Linked DNA regions of Anas platyrhynchos: region 2 is linked to region 1. A link is a contact called in public Hi-C data. All regions are on one chromosome and are shown on one strand. The core of a region is the stretch at or near the end of the contact, and the rest is flanking DNA. Distances in the headings are between cores, read along the strand shown. Region 1 overlaps RSBN1L (round spermatid basic protein 1 like). Region 2 holds the start of RSBN1L (round spermatid basic protein 1 like).

Region 1 (7,146 bases), core at 3,085-5,584:
TGCTCCAACCCCTTCATTGTCCTCACAGCCCTCCTCTGGACCATCTCTAACAAGTCCATGTCTTATGCTGGGGCCCCAGAACTGAACGCAGGCTGCAGGTGGGGTCTCATGAAGACAGAGCAGAGGGGCACAATCCCCTCCCTCGCCCTGCTGGCCACACTGCTGTTGATGCAACCAGGACACGGTTGGCTTTCTGGGCTGCAAGCACACATTGCCAGCTCATGTTGAGCTTCTCATCCACCAATACCCCCAGGGCCTTTTCTTCAGAGCCACTCTGTCTACTCATCACTCAGACTTTCAGTTCCCACAACTGCAGACCTGGCAGGCATTTGCTAAGTTCTAAAGCACGCCTGGTGTCACACACAAGAACACTGCTAAGTAATCAGCACAATGACAACACCAGCATTTGTCAGCCTTAAAGGACGAGTAGAGTCCTTAAAATGTCTGCTAGTAAGAGCCACAGCTCTTCTACAATTTATGATCTTGTAAATTAAATGAGGCCATAATCCAATAATTCTAGAAATTCTCAAGTAAAGAGCTTGTCATATTTGGGAAAAGAGAAAAATAGTTCTTCCAAGTACTAACACTTCTGTTTGCAGTTACGTTCTCCATCCCCAAAAGCTTTTCCTTTGACAAGTCTGTTCCTGTGTGCCCTAAAAGACACATCATTCTACTTAGTATTCACACCTAAATAAATCACACTTTCAGTCATCAGCAGCTTCTGGATTACACCATTTACCACTTTATGCTAATCAACTCCATTAACCCAAAAATTTGGTGTTGAACACCTGAATTACCAGGTCCTCAAAGAGCAACCGTGCTACTCCTTCCACAGTTACACAAGGAATAGCACAGCTTTCTACTTCAGTCCTTTAACTTTCTACTTCGGTCCTTTAAAAACCTCACGTGGGCCAGAGATTTAATTACCTCACCATTCTCTTACTCCATGAGCAGTACTCATAGTTCCACGATCCCAATGAAGTTTGTTTTGGGAAAATCGACATCTTCCCCTGTGGTCCACCATCTCACAACAGAGCACTATCTTTTCATAAAGCTGATATATTACGGGGTTTTTCCTTGATGAAACAAACTGACAAAGGCAAATACAATTCCTCAAGATAAACTGTCCGCATAGGCATTCCACTGCAGCTGCAGAAGCGTCCCTTAAACACTATCACGGAGGCTTTCTGCCCAAGTAGTCTACCCAAATTATGGGTATGTATTACCCTTAATAGCACTCTGCACCCAGCTCATAAAGCAAGGCATATTTCCTCTTCTTCAGTTTCCTCTGACCACAAAACCCCCAGAGTAAACTCATTTACAAAAGTAAACTATGAGAACGATTCACATCGTGAACACAGCCAGCACTTCTCAAAGGATTCAGCAGCTGTGGGAAGCAATTCCCTGGCCTCCAAGTACTTTTCTACACATATATTCCCTTATAAGCACCACAAAGCTATTTTTTTTCCCCCTTCAAGCTCAATTCACTCTTACATTAACTAAATACAAACTAATCACACAGTTCAATGAGCTTTATTTTCTCCTCATAGAAAATATGATTTTTATATATGGCATCTCATCATTAAAACAGGTGCTTTTTTCCCTTTCATTTTCCTAATCACCCCTAGAATACATTCAACAAAAGTTTAAATTTGTTGAACTACTCAAATGGATTAAAAATTGTCCTTAAGATCAGTTTAAGATTTCCATGCATGTTGTTTCCTTTAGTACATATCTCACAGCTTAAGAATTATGGTAAAGATGATAGAACACCTGAAAATAACTTCAGATATTAAGTAATGGTGTTACATTATCCTAAGCCTTGCTTAGTTCCCTTTAAGTACAGGGAAGTGCCTTTTCAAAATCATACAAATAGCAGGACAGGGGAAGAAGTTACCACGGAGGTCAAATCAAGATTGAAATATTTTCATTTTATGCTGCATTCAGCATTTTCCTCCCATATGTATGTCAGTTCCACATTTTTCCTGCATTAAAAAAATGCCTTTTCAGTCCTTATACTGAAGGGAAATGCTGATTGCTACTTCCCCTCCCCAAACTGAAGTACTTTCAAGTTTGTTGGATAATTTTGCCTAGTTTTAACTATCTTCAGATCACTTAATCTATACATAGTGATTTTTTCTTCTAATTCCAGTAATTTTTCCGGTTTAAGTGTAGGTTGGATAGATTCTCTTTTCCACAAGTTCCAACCTATGAGAGAAGATGACTTTAAATCTGAAAAGCATAAAAGGCAGGGAAACATTTTTAGAACGTAAATGAACATGTAATTATGTATTGATTTTGAGGGGAGGAGAATCTTGTTATGGAGGGATAGGGTGAGGATGGGAAGATCCTGCAGACATTTATTTACTGTTGAATTCTTACTAATTTCCATGGGCACTCAAGTTAAATTTTTTCTTGCTAAAGCTTCAAGCATCTCCTTCTCTTCCCCCCATCTGATTTACACAGTATCCCAACTATAGCTCTACTACCACTCCTCAGTCTTAATTCACTCCAGCTTCTCACAATCAGAGCAAGCAGGAAGTTTAAGGCTCCAGCTATCATCAGCCTGATGAGGAAGCAAACAGCAAGATCTCAGAGCCCAAAATAAGACTACAGTCTTCAGAGCAATCCAGTTCTTCCCCGATGGCAATTATTGTATTTTCTATTGCAATGAACCCAATCACTGTAATACAAATTTGCACCATCTCATCCAGAGGGAATTCAAGTCCTTTAAATTCTAGACAGGAAGGTAAGAAGAGCAAAAGGTGTTCTTCATGTTTAAATATGTAAAAGTAATTTCCAAAGCTAAGGTTATTCTCCTTAAAAAAAAAAAAAAAGTCAGAAGTTCCTGAAAAACAACTCAGTTCTGAGGCAGGGAAGCCATGTGACTAGGGTTTGGGGTTGTTGGTTTTTTTTTGACCACAACGTAAACAACTTCTAACGAGATAGATTCGTTTCCTGAGTCACATATGGGAATTTCAGAGAGACACCAAGGAATATCACACAGCCTCCAGAAGGATCCTTCTTATGTGACCTACCATACATAAATCAGGGCTGTAGCAGCCACAACCTTGAAGCAGAAGCATAAAGATTCACAAAGACAACAGACAACCCAAAAAAACTGCCAAAAGGTTTGTCTGCACCTCCAATGCAGAAATCCCAGTCAATCTAGATGTGCTGTTTACAGCAATACAGAGTGCAAAATGTTTTTACATCCAGAGGCAACTTAGTTACAGCAACTCCGTTATAGCTATTAAGCTGTCATTGCAAGGCACCTTTCTAGCTTCAACCACACAGCAAAGCTGCAGCCCATCTGGCAGAGGGCAGACAAGCACACCCAGTGCACACAGATAAAGGGGAAAAAAGTCCAGTATCTACTAAGTCTTATCTAAGTCTTATTTAAGCATCTGTAACACTAGGTCAGCTTATTCAGTGCTTTGACTACTGATAATAAAGAGAAATTCAGGTAAATGTGTCTCAGAGGCCTAGCTGAGGAAGTCAAACACCACATACCACTCTCCACAGTGCACAGCCTTCAACACTCCCACAGCAGCGGTGGTCTGGCGTTCAAAACCTTGTCCTATGTGATCTGCATGGGCTCGCGTCCGGTCTTCAAATAGCATTTCACGGGGTTCACTGGTTCGAGGTAGGTACTGCAAGTTTTTTATTTCATTGGTAGTTCTGTGTAAGAAAAAAACAATAGTAGTGACACAGAAATTTCCCATAATTACTTAATTTCTACCCAAGGCTGCAGGAACGTACAGTCAAATGAAAGAGACAGCAACACTCAAGACAAATAAAATATGCAATAAGCTAAGCAAAAAAAAAAATCTGAATGCTGATGCAATATTAAAAAAATAGTCAAGCTCTAAGTGCACTGAAAGACCCTAATGACTGCCTCACTCAGTTACATGCCCTAACAAAGGGTCCTGGAGCTTCATCTTTGCCTGAGCCATGCTGTAGGAGCACTGGTTTCAGCTCAGCTGACAGTACGAGTAACAGCAATAGACACCTCAGCTGTCCCTCAAGTAGTTTGATTGTTCAGTTTTCACCAGACAGCTGGAAAACATGTACGTGTTTTTAGTTTCATGTTGTAGAGCTGGGAATGAGAAGCAGAAATAGATCATCTCTCCAGGGCTTAACGAACGTGGATGACACAATGCAGGGGGAAGCAGAGCCACAAGAGCGTTTCCTGTCCAGCTCCAGCCCACACTGCGTGCTGCAATGCATTTCCCAAGAAATGTTCTGCTTAAAACCACAGGACAGCCAAGGTTAGAAGGGACATCTGGAGAGCGTGCGGTCTGCCTTCCCCTGCTCAGCCACAGTGGGTTGCTCACAACTGCGTCCAGCCACGTTCTGAGCATCTCCAAGGTCAGAAACCACACAGGCTCCGGGCAGCCTGCTCCAGGGTTCAAGTGCCCACACTGTAAAGGTAGCTTTGTGTATGCTTGCTTTTGTTTCTTATTTTAAATAGAAAATCTTTTATTTCAGCTGATGTCCGTTGCCTCTTGTCATGCCACAGGGCACTGATGAGAATAGTCTGACTTATTTTTTTTAAACAGCCCTCCATCAGGTGCTCATACACATTGATGAGATCCCAACTGAGCTTCCCTTTCCCAGGGCTGCACCCCAGTTCTCCCAGCATGTCACCAGACCTGCTCCAGTACGGCTGTGTCTTCAACTAGTGAACCCCAGATTGGGCATGACATCCCAGACGTGGCTCAGCAGAGGGCAAGAATTGCCTCCATCCCTGCTGGCAGTGCTCTTTCTAACTCCGTCCAAAAGGCTGTTGCTCTGCTTCAAAGGCACGCTGACAGCTCGCGGCCAACTTGGCATTCACAAGGACCCTCAACTCTTTTTCCTGTCAGGCTGCTTTCCAATTGGGCTCCAGCCTGTGGTGCACAGGGTTATTCCTCACAGCTGCAGGACTCTGCACTTCCCCGAGTTAACCTCGTGGGACTTCTGCTGGCCTGATGTTCTCCACCCTGTCAAGGGCCCTCTGGCTTGGCAGCACAACCCTCTTGTGCATCAACCGCTCCTTCCAGCTTTTGTTGTCCACAAACTTGCTGAGGGTGTTTTCTGTCCCGTCATTAATTAATGAAGGTGTTGAAACCTTTGGCCAATGCTCTTCAACACCTGGAGTGCTGCCTGCCAGCTGGACCCTGCGCTGCTGATCACAATCCTTTGAGCACAGCAATTAAGCCAGTTCTCAGTTCACTTCATTGTCTATCCATCTGGTTTGTTCCTCATTAATTTGAATTTGAGAAATTTATGGAAAATAGGTGCCCAGTGTAGAAAGCCTTTCTAAAGTCAGGATTAACACCACCCCAGCACCCCCCTCATCCACTGAGACAGTCATTTCGTTGTGTAATAGAACTGAGTCACAGAATCATAGGACACCCTGACGTGGCAGGGAGCCACAGAGATCTTCAAGTCCAACTCCTGGCTCCATACAGGAGCACCCCAAATCAGACCCTGTGTCTGAGAGCGTTGTCCAAATGCTCCTTGAATTCCAGGAGCTCGGTGCTGTGCCCACTGCCCTGGGGAGCCTGTCCCAGTGCCCAACCACCCTCTGGGTGCAGAACCTTTCCCTAACCCCCAGCCTGACCCTGCCCTGTCCCAGCTCCATGCCGTTCCCTCGGGTCTTGTCGCTGTCCCCAGAGAGCAGAGCTCAGCGCCTGCCCCTCCGCTCCCCTCGTGAGGAAGACCATCAGGTTGGTAACACATGATTTATAAGGCATGATTTCCTTTCTGTAAACCAAGGCTAGCTACTCCCAATACCTTTTTTGTCCCTTATGTTTCAAAATGGCATCCTTCCAAGGGTCAAGTTGATGTTGACCAGCCCACACTTTCCCCAGGTCCTGCTTCTGCTTCTCACCCCTCTAAAGGATCAGTGATATTTGCTTTCTCCCAGTGCTCGGGAGCCTTTGCCAACTGCCATGACCTTTCAAAGGTAACTGAGAGTCGCCTTGCAACAACACTGGCCAGCTCCCACAGCACCTCTGGGTGCATCCTGTCAAGCCCCAGGGCTTACGTCTTAATCTGTTTAGATGTTCCTTAACCCAGCTCTCCTCCCTTGAAGGCAGGCAGTCCTTGCTCCAGACCTTCCCACTGTCTCTAGGACCTGGGAGCCCTGAAGGCCAATCTGACCAGTAAAGAGCAGGGCAAAGAAAGCTCCCAGTACCTTGGTCTTTTCTATGTCCTTTGTCTCTCAGACTTTTACCCCATTCAGCAGACAGCCTAAGTTTTCCCTACAACTTCTTTTGCTGCCCATATACCTGTTGAAGTCCTCATTGCCCTTCACATCTTGCCAAATTCAACCCCAGATGGACTTCAGCTTGAAACTTCATCCCCTCCATGGTCGCTGTCTGTATACTCCTTCTAAGGCATTTGACCTTGCTTCCAGTTCTTGTCCCCTTCACTTTTATACTCGAATTTTAAGCAAGAGAGCTCCGAAGACATCACGTAGCTTTCAAGTTCTGCAGAGGCATCCTCACTCTTAAGCTAGTACTTATACCCAGTAACACAGCGAAGCGTGAAGATGGCATTTGCACGTGTCACCTTCCTGATGAGAGAGAAGCTCTTGTCCCTTGAGATCCTTAAAGATTCTGATCATCTTTAAGAGCAGGGGTGTTAATACCCATCTCCTAGCATACATCAGCAGTTTGCCTACTTATATTTCTCTGAACTTTTCACCTCGCTACATCAGAAGTTTGTTGCATGGACAAAGTGAGGAACATTTAGATTACTCTGTAACCTTAAGTTCTTAAGTTCCAGAGAGAACGAGCACCTTACTTGGCCAGACAGCAAACAATTAAAAAGCAAAAAAACAACATCACCACCAATAACAAAAACAACTCTCAGAAAGCAAAGCAACTTCAAAGTATGTATTTTAAGAAGACTTACAGAAGTTTAGGATAAGATAAAATATTAACCAGCAAAAGGTTTGGGATAAAGTGAATTTGCAAACTAACCAAACACTCATCAAGCAAAAATATTTCAACGTACCTCTTCCTTTTGAAAGGTGACTTTGGCATGTCAGCCACAGGGATCATCTGTTCTCCCGGACGTACCCACATAATGGGACCATCATCACTGTCTTTACGACTCTCTAACTTTAAGCTAGAAAGCGTTCCCCATGGCAGT
Region 2 (7,146 bases), core at 3,176-5,675, 41 kb after region 1:
AAACATGTTAATGGGAATAAAGACATCATGATGTTAAACCCTATTTAACATCTTTCTGTCACTCAGGACAGAAAGGTGCCTCAAAACTGGGCGTTCTGGCCCAGTAGTCATTGGGACAAGCACAGGACAGTCGGCAGCCCTCATGCTCAGCTCTCAGACTGGGCCAAGATGGCAGGCAGAAAAACTGGTCACAATTTCCTGCTGCGTGTCAATACCCCATGCTATCAGCACTAGAATTAGCAAAATGCTGTTGGTACCACCCAATTTCCAAGCCCAGACCTCTCCTTCATCCACCCCACATCTCCGCGTGCCTATGCTGCCTTGGGGCACCACAGCCCTGCAACGTCCCGGCACGGATCCTGCCGTCCCTCCCTAGCTGCACTCCTCATTTTCTCCTGTACCAAGGCTCGTGCAGGCCCTCCCTCTCTCACCAGAGCAATGATTTTCCCCCAGCACCATAACTGCTGCACGCAGAAGAGCACGCACACAGCTCACCGACTGGACCATCCGTCCTCCTAATTCACCAGCACCCTGCTCAGTGCCGAGCTCGTTTGGAAACCCCTTCCACCTCTCGTGCCTACGTGCAGTCCATCTCCACTCTGGCTGTGAAGGGGGCAGTGGAGCTTTTCCACCTTCAGATTTTTATAAACAAGGAAGTCCCACCTGTCCCACCCATTTATCTTTCAATAACTTTATTTCCCTGTACAGGGCTCTGCACCTGCAGCCTTCTAACCCGCCCCATCTCATCTTCCTTCTGGGGTGAGACACCGCCACGTGCACCAGCTCTGAATGCAGAGCACAAAATCAATACTGTCAGTTCTGCACTGCTGCTCGTTCTCCAAAGCACCGAAAGCGAAACAGGCTGCCTAAAGGCAGGCTGCAGAAGAGGCACGCTGTGCTTACCTGCATTCGGTTGATTTTTAGCGAGTATTACCAGCTGCACACGACAGCTTCTGCAAACTTACCTCATCACAGAGGGCCATGTGTTACTCCTGCATTCCCCCTCCGTATTCTGTTCATGCAAGCAACTCAGACTTCTTTTTGATTATATGAAATCCTTTAAGTCTGCCCTGATGTCGTATCTGCAGGCTGCCTACATTTTTCACTCTCCTCCTGTGTACCCCACCTCTATCCTTCCTTGCTTTTCTGCAGCACTTACCTATGACTTCTGCCCCCTACCAAGACCAGCACCACCTCCCTGTCTCACCATTTTGCATGCTGTTTCCTCCCTCTTTCACATCAGGATCTCAAATCCACTCATTCCAAAAACACTGCAGCACCCAGCATCCCTTCAGTATCTTCTGGTCCCTCCTGCCCTAACCCACTGCTCTTTGTCTGCCTCCATCGCGAGGATTCAGGATGCCTTCCCTCCCTCCCCAGGGTCATTCTTTTTCCCCTCCATAACCACATTTCTCCTTCCATCTCTGGAAAGTAAATTATTCACAGGATTAACAGCACAAACCTGTTCTTTAATCTCCAGCCAAACACAGAACCACTTCTCAAAGGCCAGCTGCTCTCGGCAGAGGACTCAGGGCATCCCTCACCTTCTCGCAGCCTCCTGTGCTGGAACGCACAGCTCAGTGATGGGAAGCTCCTCGATCAGGTACAGATCTACGGCAGCAGCTGTGGCGATAGAAATCACTTCCTCTAAAGAACCCTAAAGGCCTCGATGCCATAAAGGGATCATTTGCCTTGGAAAAACATTCCGGCTTGCTCTCATGCTTTCAAAACTAAATTAAACGTACAAACTCCTGTTCTGAGCAAACAGCAGCTCAAATCTCAAGTACCTGTACCTGCCAGCACATCGCTTGTATTTGAGAAAATGCCCTTCTTAGAAGAGTGGAAGGACAGAAGGCCTCTACAAGGCCAATCCCTGCTTCCAGGAGGGCTCAATTCCCAGTTATTCAGCTGACACCATCACTGTCATCGTTTCTTTTACCAGCATGCAAAAACACTTCATCTTGTTATTACAATATTGTTCCTGGAGATTTATTGCCACGGTTGGGTAACACTGGTAGGACACCACGGTAATGGGAGCGAATATGGTTGTGATTTTCATAACTTCGCAAGGAAGATACTGTCAGCTTCTTGCTGGCTACCACTGACAACAAAAAGACTTTACCATCATTAAATGTTCACTGAAAGCAATTTCCAAAGATTTTTCCCAAGTCATCTTTTGGACAAGAGCAAGAAAATAAATGTACCTAAACTGCAATGCCTGAAAGTGACGAAATGATGTACTTAAAGCCCACTTGTATGGCAGCAATCAAGATCCCAACAAGAAGATGCACAGGACAAGTTGAATCAAGAGAACACAAGCCAAAAAATAAAAAAATAAAAACTCGAAGGTAAGGGAATCTGAACACCTAATGCTACAGCACAGATTAAGACACCAGTGGGAACTAGCAGAAAATGCAGCAAGGCAGCTGGACGACGTAATCAATAGACAGAAAATGGTATATTGATATTAATAATTGGTCTTCACATGCTTGGCTCATCCTGTGAGCGCAAGGAATAGGCCATAATCAAAGCAACCTAAGCCTACATAAACGCTGCAATTTATCTTTCCTTTGAAAGAAAGGAAAGGAACTTGCTTAAACTAGGTAATGGAGTAAGTGTTTGAAGTTCTTTGTATTTTAATATAAATGCTAAGGCATCAACACCTGGTTTAAGGTCAATGGAGACTCAGGAAGCATATGCTGATTAAAAAAAAAAAAAAATACTCCCGTATTGTCTTCTATTTCCTACACATCTATTGTCAGTGCCTGTCAGCAACAAGCTAGCCTAATATCTTATCTCACCTGGAGGGGCCATTTTTGGCCAGATCCATTAATAAACCAACCCAGCACTCCTGACCTTCTTCCCGAAGGCCCGATGCATTGCTTGGAAACTTACATAGCCCAGTGATTTTCAGAAAATAAAGGAAAACTGAAAAAGCACCTAAATGAGACGCTGACAGCCTGCTTATCTAAATTTCAAGTGCATGGTCTCTGACACTCCGTGACTTAGCCTGTAAAAACCAACAGCCTGATAACGAGCTCACCGAGGGCTCCTTTTAATTTCCAACAAACACGTATTCTCATAACACGCTGTCTTTGTCACAGCAGCGACAGAAACTCGATTTCTTCGGCAGACCCCTAGGAAGCCCCCAGCCACCCTTATTTCCCTAATAGGTAAGAAAACCTAAGGCCTCTGGCAGCTTCTGGCTGACGCCATAGCTAATTCCACACCCCCTTTTTTTTGACAGGATTGACGGCAGGCCTGCCGCTGCCTTCCCTGGGCACTTGCAGAGGGGCAGGGGTCCCCTGGAGCATGGGGGTCCCCCACATGAACAGCGGGGCTCCCCCACACCACCAAGGGGTTTCCCCAAAAGCACGGGGCTCCCACACACCACCAGGGGTGCTCCCGAAAAGCAAGGGGCTCCTGAAAAGCAGGGGGCTGCCCCATAGAAACAGGGGGGCTCCTCAAAATCAGGGTAGTCTCCCCAAAATCAGTGGGCTCCCACACACAAACAGGGGGGCTCCCCAAAAGCAGGGGGCTGTCCCCCACCACCAAGGGGGCTCCCACCAAACAGGAGCCCCCCTCCCCAATAATAAGGGGTCTCCCTCGAAGCAGGGGGCTCCCCCCCACGACCTAAGGCTCTCCCCTGAAGCAGGGGGACCCCAACAGCCACCTCACCCCCCAATTTTGGCGCCCCCCCCTCACCTTTCTGCAGCAGCAGCTTCACCTCCCCGTTCTCCTCACGGGCCGCCGCGCTCAGCGCCCCGCCGCCATCTCCCCCCACAGCAGCAGCGGCGGCAGCGGCGACGATCCCAGCCCCGGGCATGGCTCCGTGCTTCCTCCTCTCCTTATCCCGCTTCTCCTTCGGCTTCTTCGCCTTGGCGCTGCCCACCACGGCCACCCCTCCGCCAGCACAGCCGCCGGCACCCCCCTCGGCGGGCAGAGCCAGGCGGTGCCGGTGGTGGCGGTGCTGGTGCTGCCGGTAGGAAGAGGAGGGCGAGGCGGGAGGCGGCGGCGGCGGCAGCAGCACGACGGGCGGCGACGGCGACGGCAGCAGCTTCTTGGGCAGCGGCGAGGGGAAGGCGAAACCCCCCGAGCTCCCCGAGGGCAGCGCGGCGAAGCCCCACGCCGCGGGGCCGCCGAAGCTCGGCACCACCGGCTGCTTGCTGCCGCCTCCTCCTCCTCCTCCTCCACCGCCCCCTTCGCCGTTGACACGCTTGGAGCCCTTCAGGCTCCTCTCGTCGGTCCCTTTCATTTTCTTAGCGGCCGGCTGCGACCCGCGGGGAGGCTTCGCGTCCGGGCCCGGCCTGGAGCCCAAGGGCTCTGGCGACGCGGCGCCACGGCCGGGGCTCGGCGGCGCCGCCATTTTGCGCTCCTGCCTCTATTTACTCGCGGCTCGCCTCGACCGACGGCGGCGGGAGGGGCGGGAGGCAGGGGGGGAGCCTCCGCCTCGTCCAATGAGCGCCGAGAGAAAGCGGAGTGACGGCGCGATGCACCAATCGGATGGAGGGGAGGGGGCGGGTGCTCGGGGGATTGGGGGCGGCGGGCTCGGCTGAGTGCGCAGTTGGAGAGGAGGAGGGGGGCTGGAAGGGAGGGCGCGCGGCTCAGGGCGCTTCGTCGGCGGTTGGGGCGGGGGATAGAAGGTGCACTGCCGGGGTGGCCGGAGCCGTTTTGCGTTAATTTCTCAGGGTTTTGGCTTCCCCAACAGCCTGAGGGGGTGGAGGGTTCGGGAGGGCTAGCACGGGGTGGTGAGGGTGGGATCTCACGCGCTGGGCGTCGAAGGGTGAGATGGCGGCGGCGTTGGGGGCTGAAGCGGGGCACCGTGAGCGGTCCCAGATCATCGTCAGAGGTCGGCTGGAGGCCTGGTGGGGGGACGGCAAGAACCTGTGGCTGTGAGGATGGCAGCCCACCCGAATTGCCAGCCATTGGGAGCAGCAACACCACACGGAGCTCTGCTGCGGGTTCAGCAAAGGGCTGGGCTCGCTGCATGAGGCAGCGCAGCACTAACTGGGCTTGTCCCGAGTGGGAGCGCTCCCAGCCCTGCCTGTGGCAGACTGACATGATCCTGAGAGCTGTTGTAAGGAGAAGTCACAGAAATAAACAGAAGATGAGTCCTTGGTGCCTGGAGTTGCTGCACTGCCAGTGTCCTACTCACGTTAATCTCACTCGTCCTCAGAAACTTTCGTTCTTTCCTCAGTGGAAAGAACAGGTTAGCTACTGAATCAGGTTGTATCTGTCAGACTGCTGCAAATCACACTGCTTTGTGAAGTTTTGTACATGTTGTATTAGTGGACAAATAAGGTCTGGAGATCACCTTTTGGTTTTGTTTTTTTGCTTTACTATTTTTGTGTGAGCTACAACTGATCAGCCTCAGAATAAGCTCGCTTCTAGTCGTCCTGCTGTCTTCTCCTTTATTTCATTTTTTGGAAATTATAATCCAAGGTGAATAGGGTTCAACATTCATCTCAAAACAGTGAAGAACAAGTTCTCTGTATCCAGCTAGCTCTACTAAAAGGCCTTTTCCTTCCATGATTCAAGGTTTCCTACCGTAAGGGAGTATCTTCAAGCGGCATTTCTGGGCATGACAGGGAAAAATGGCACCTATATCAAAGAACAGGAAAAAAAATTTGCAGCATGTACTTTAGCCATAGTCAACTACCATCCAATCCCAGACCGAAATCCAGGTATAAATGCACCTATGAGAGGCTGGCATAAGCAGAACCAGCATGTAATTACAAAGGTCAGCTTCAGCTTCCTGAGAAAGAAGTTTATTACCTGCATAAGTCAGTGAGAACAACCTGTGCATTTTAATACTGATACAATGAGAAAATGTAGGCACTCTGTGGCACTGTAGTAACTTTGCAGACTTTAAAACCCAGTTCATTTTTCTTCTGCACTGGTATTGACACCAAATCAGTGGTTTGTCAAGTGATTGCATGGTTTGTCATGTCACTGAATGAACTTTCACTAAGCGTGAGACACAACTATATTTTCACACCCAGCTTTGGAAACTTCAGAAAAGCAGAACAGCATTTCCCAAGGGCTTTGATCTTTAGCAAGAGGAAATGCTAACTTGTGCTGTTGGCCAAAGAAAATTGGCAGAGTACCCAGAGTCTTTTCACAGAGTGTACCTGGGCCTGCAGCAGCGATACAGTTGCCACGTACAGCTGTCAAATTCCCCCACAGCCCAGAGCAAACCCGAGCTGTCTGTGCACCACCATGACTGCCAGAGGCCATCGCTAGCCCGCCAAGCTCTGCGGGGCCTTCACGACTGCGTTGACCACAGCCCCTGTGAAATGCTGAAGTCACCTAGCAGCACAACGCCACTTTTCTCCACACTGCAAACTCATCAAGATTTATTGGACTAATTAGGCTGGGTAGCTATGCCAGTAGCAGAATACCTTTTAATGTGCCTTTCCATTAATGATGCTGATAATTAAGACAAATCGTCATGCTTCTGAACTTTATACGCATGGTGGATATCTAAAAACCAATGCACTGAATCATAATGCAACGTATTAATGTGAAAACGTATATGAAGATAAAATTGTTGTGTGGGGGGAGTCATAGCCCAAAATTGTATTTAAACAGCAACACCTAAACTAGTAAATGTATGGCAGACTTTGACAGTTAACATGCTACTAAACTTAAGTCAAGCTATTGTTTCCTTTGCTTTTCCAGGTCGTATACTATGCTTATAAATGTAAGCCAAGTTTTTATTAGTTCATTCTTTCGGAAAGTCAAGAGTAGAGCGAGGTGACATAGTACACAATTATGTGTAATTGTTGCGTGCTGGAGAGAAGCGTGACTAATGTTTGGAGGTTTGCTGCTGCTATCTCCGAGCCATTTGTCAGCAAGGAAAATTACATGACGCTGGAAATTCCGACGCCGGTCCTGTGTTTAAGTTCCCACAGTCCTACCTCCGTGTGGCTGCTAGCCTGGTGCTCACATGAGAAATAGGTGTTGGCCCTGTCACTTAGGCTGTCAGTGATCACAAGGATGCATCAAATTGCTAGGCTGTACTTAAGGCAATCCTAAAATACTTAAACCAAATGTCAGTGCGTCTTGATTTGTAAATACAAGCCATCTTCTATGGGGAAAAGACCACATAAAGGTGTTGTCTTCAACATGACATGAAAAAGACAG

Evidence for each region. Hi-C and Micro-C count contacts between places; a contact is called where the count stands out from the background.
Region 2: a contact with region 1 is called in a Hi-C map of skeletal muscle, with 1.8 times the contacts expected there. The contact joins the promoter of RSBN1L here to the enhancer-like site in region 1. A contact is called at or near these places in 2 of 8 Hi-C or Micro-C datasets (liver and skeletal muscle).

The regions. Positions count from the first base shown.
Region 1 is chr1:12,773,572-12,780,717 of IASCAAS_PekinDuck_T2T, forward strand. It overlaps RSBN1L (round spermatid basic protein 1 like), which reads right to left. Exons shown (of 8, transcript XM_027459646.3): 5 at 7,009-7,146; 6 at 3,514-3,681. Among named protein-coding and RNA genes, the nearest start is that of TMEM60, 21 kb to the left of the region's middle. Within about 2 kb of position 4,335, at least 5 of the 8 cell types and tissues checked have an H3K27ac peak or open chromatin away from gene starts, as enhancers often do.
Region 2 is chr1:12,814,556-12,821,701 of IASCAAS_PekinDuck_T2T, forward strand. It overlaps RSBN1L (round spermatid basic protein 1 like), which reads right to left and starts at 4,426. Exons shown (of 8, transcript XM_027459646.3): 1 at 3,706-4,426. The coding sequence starts at 4,366.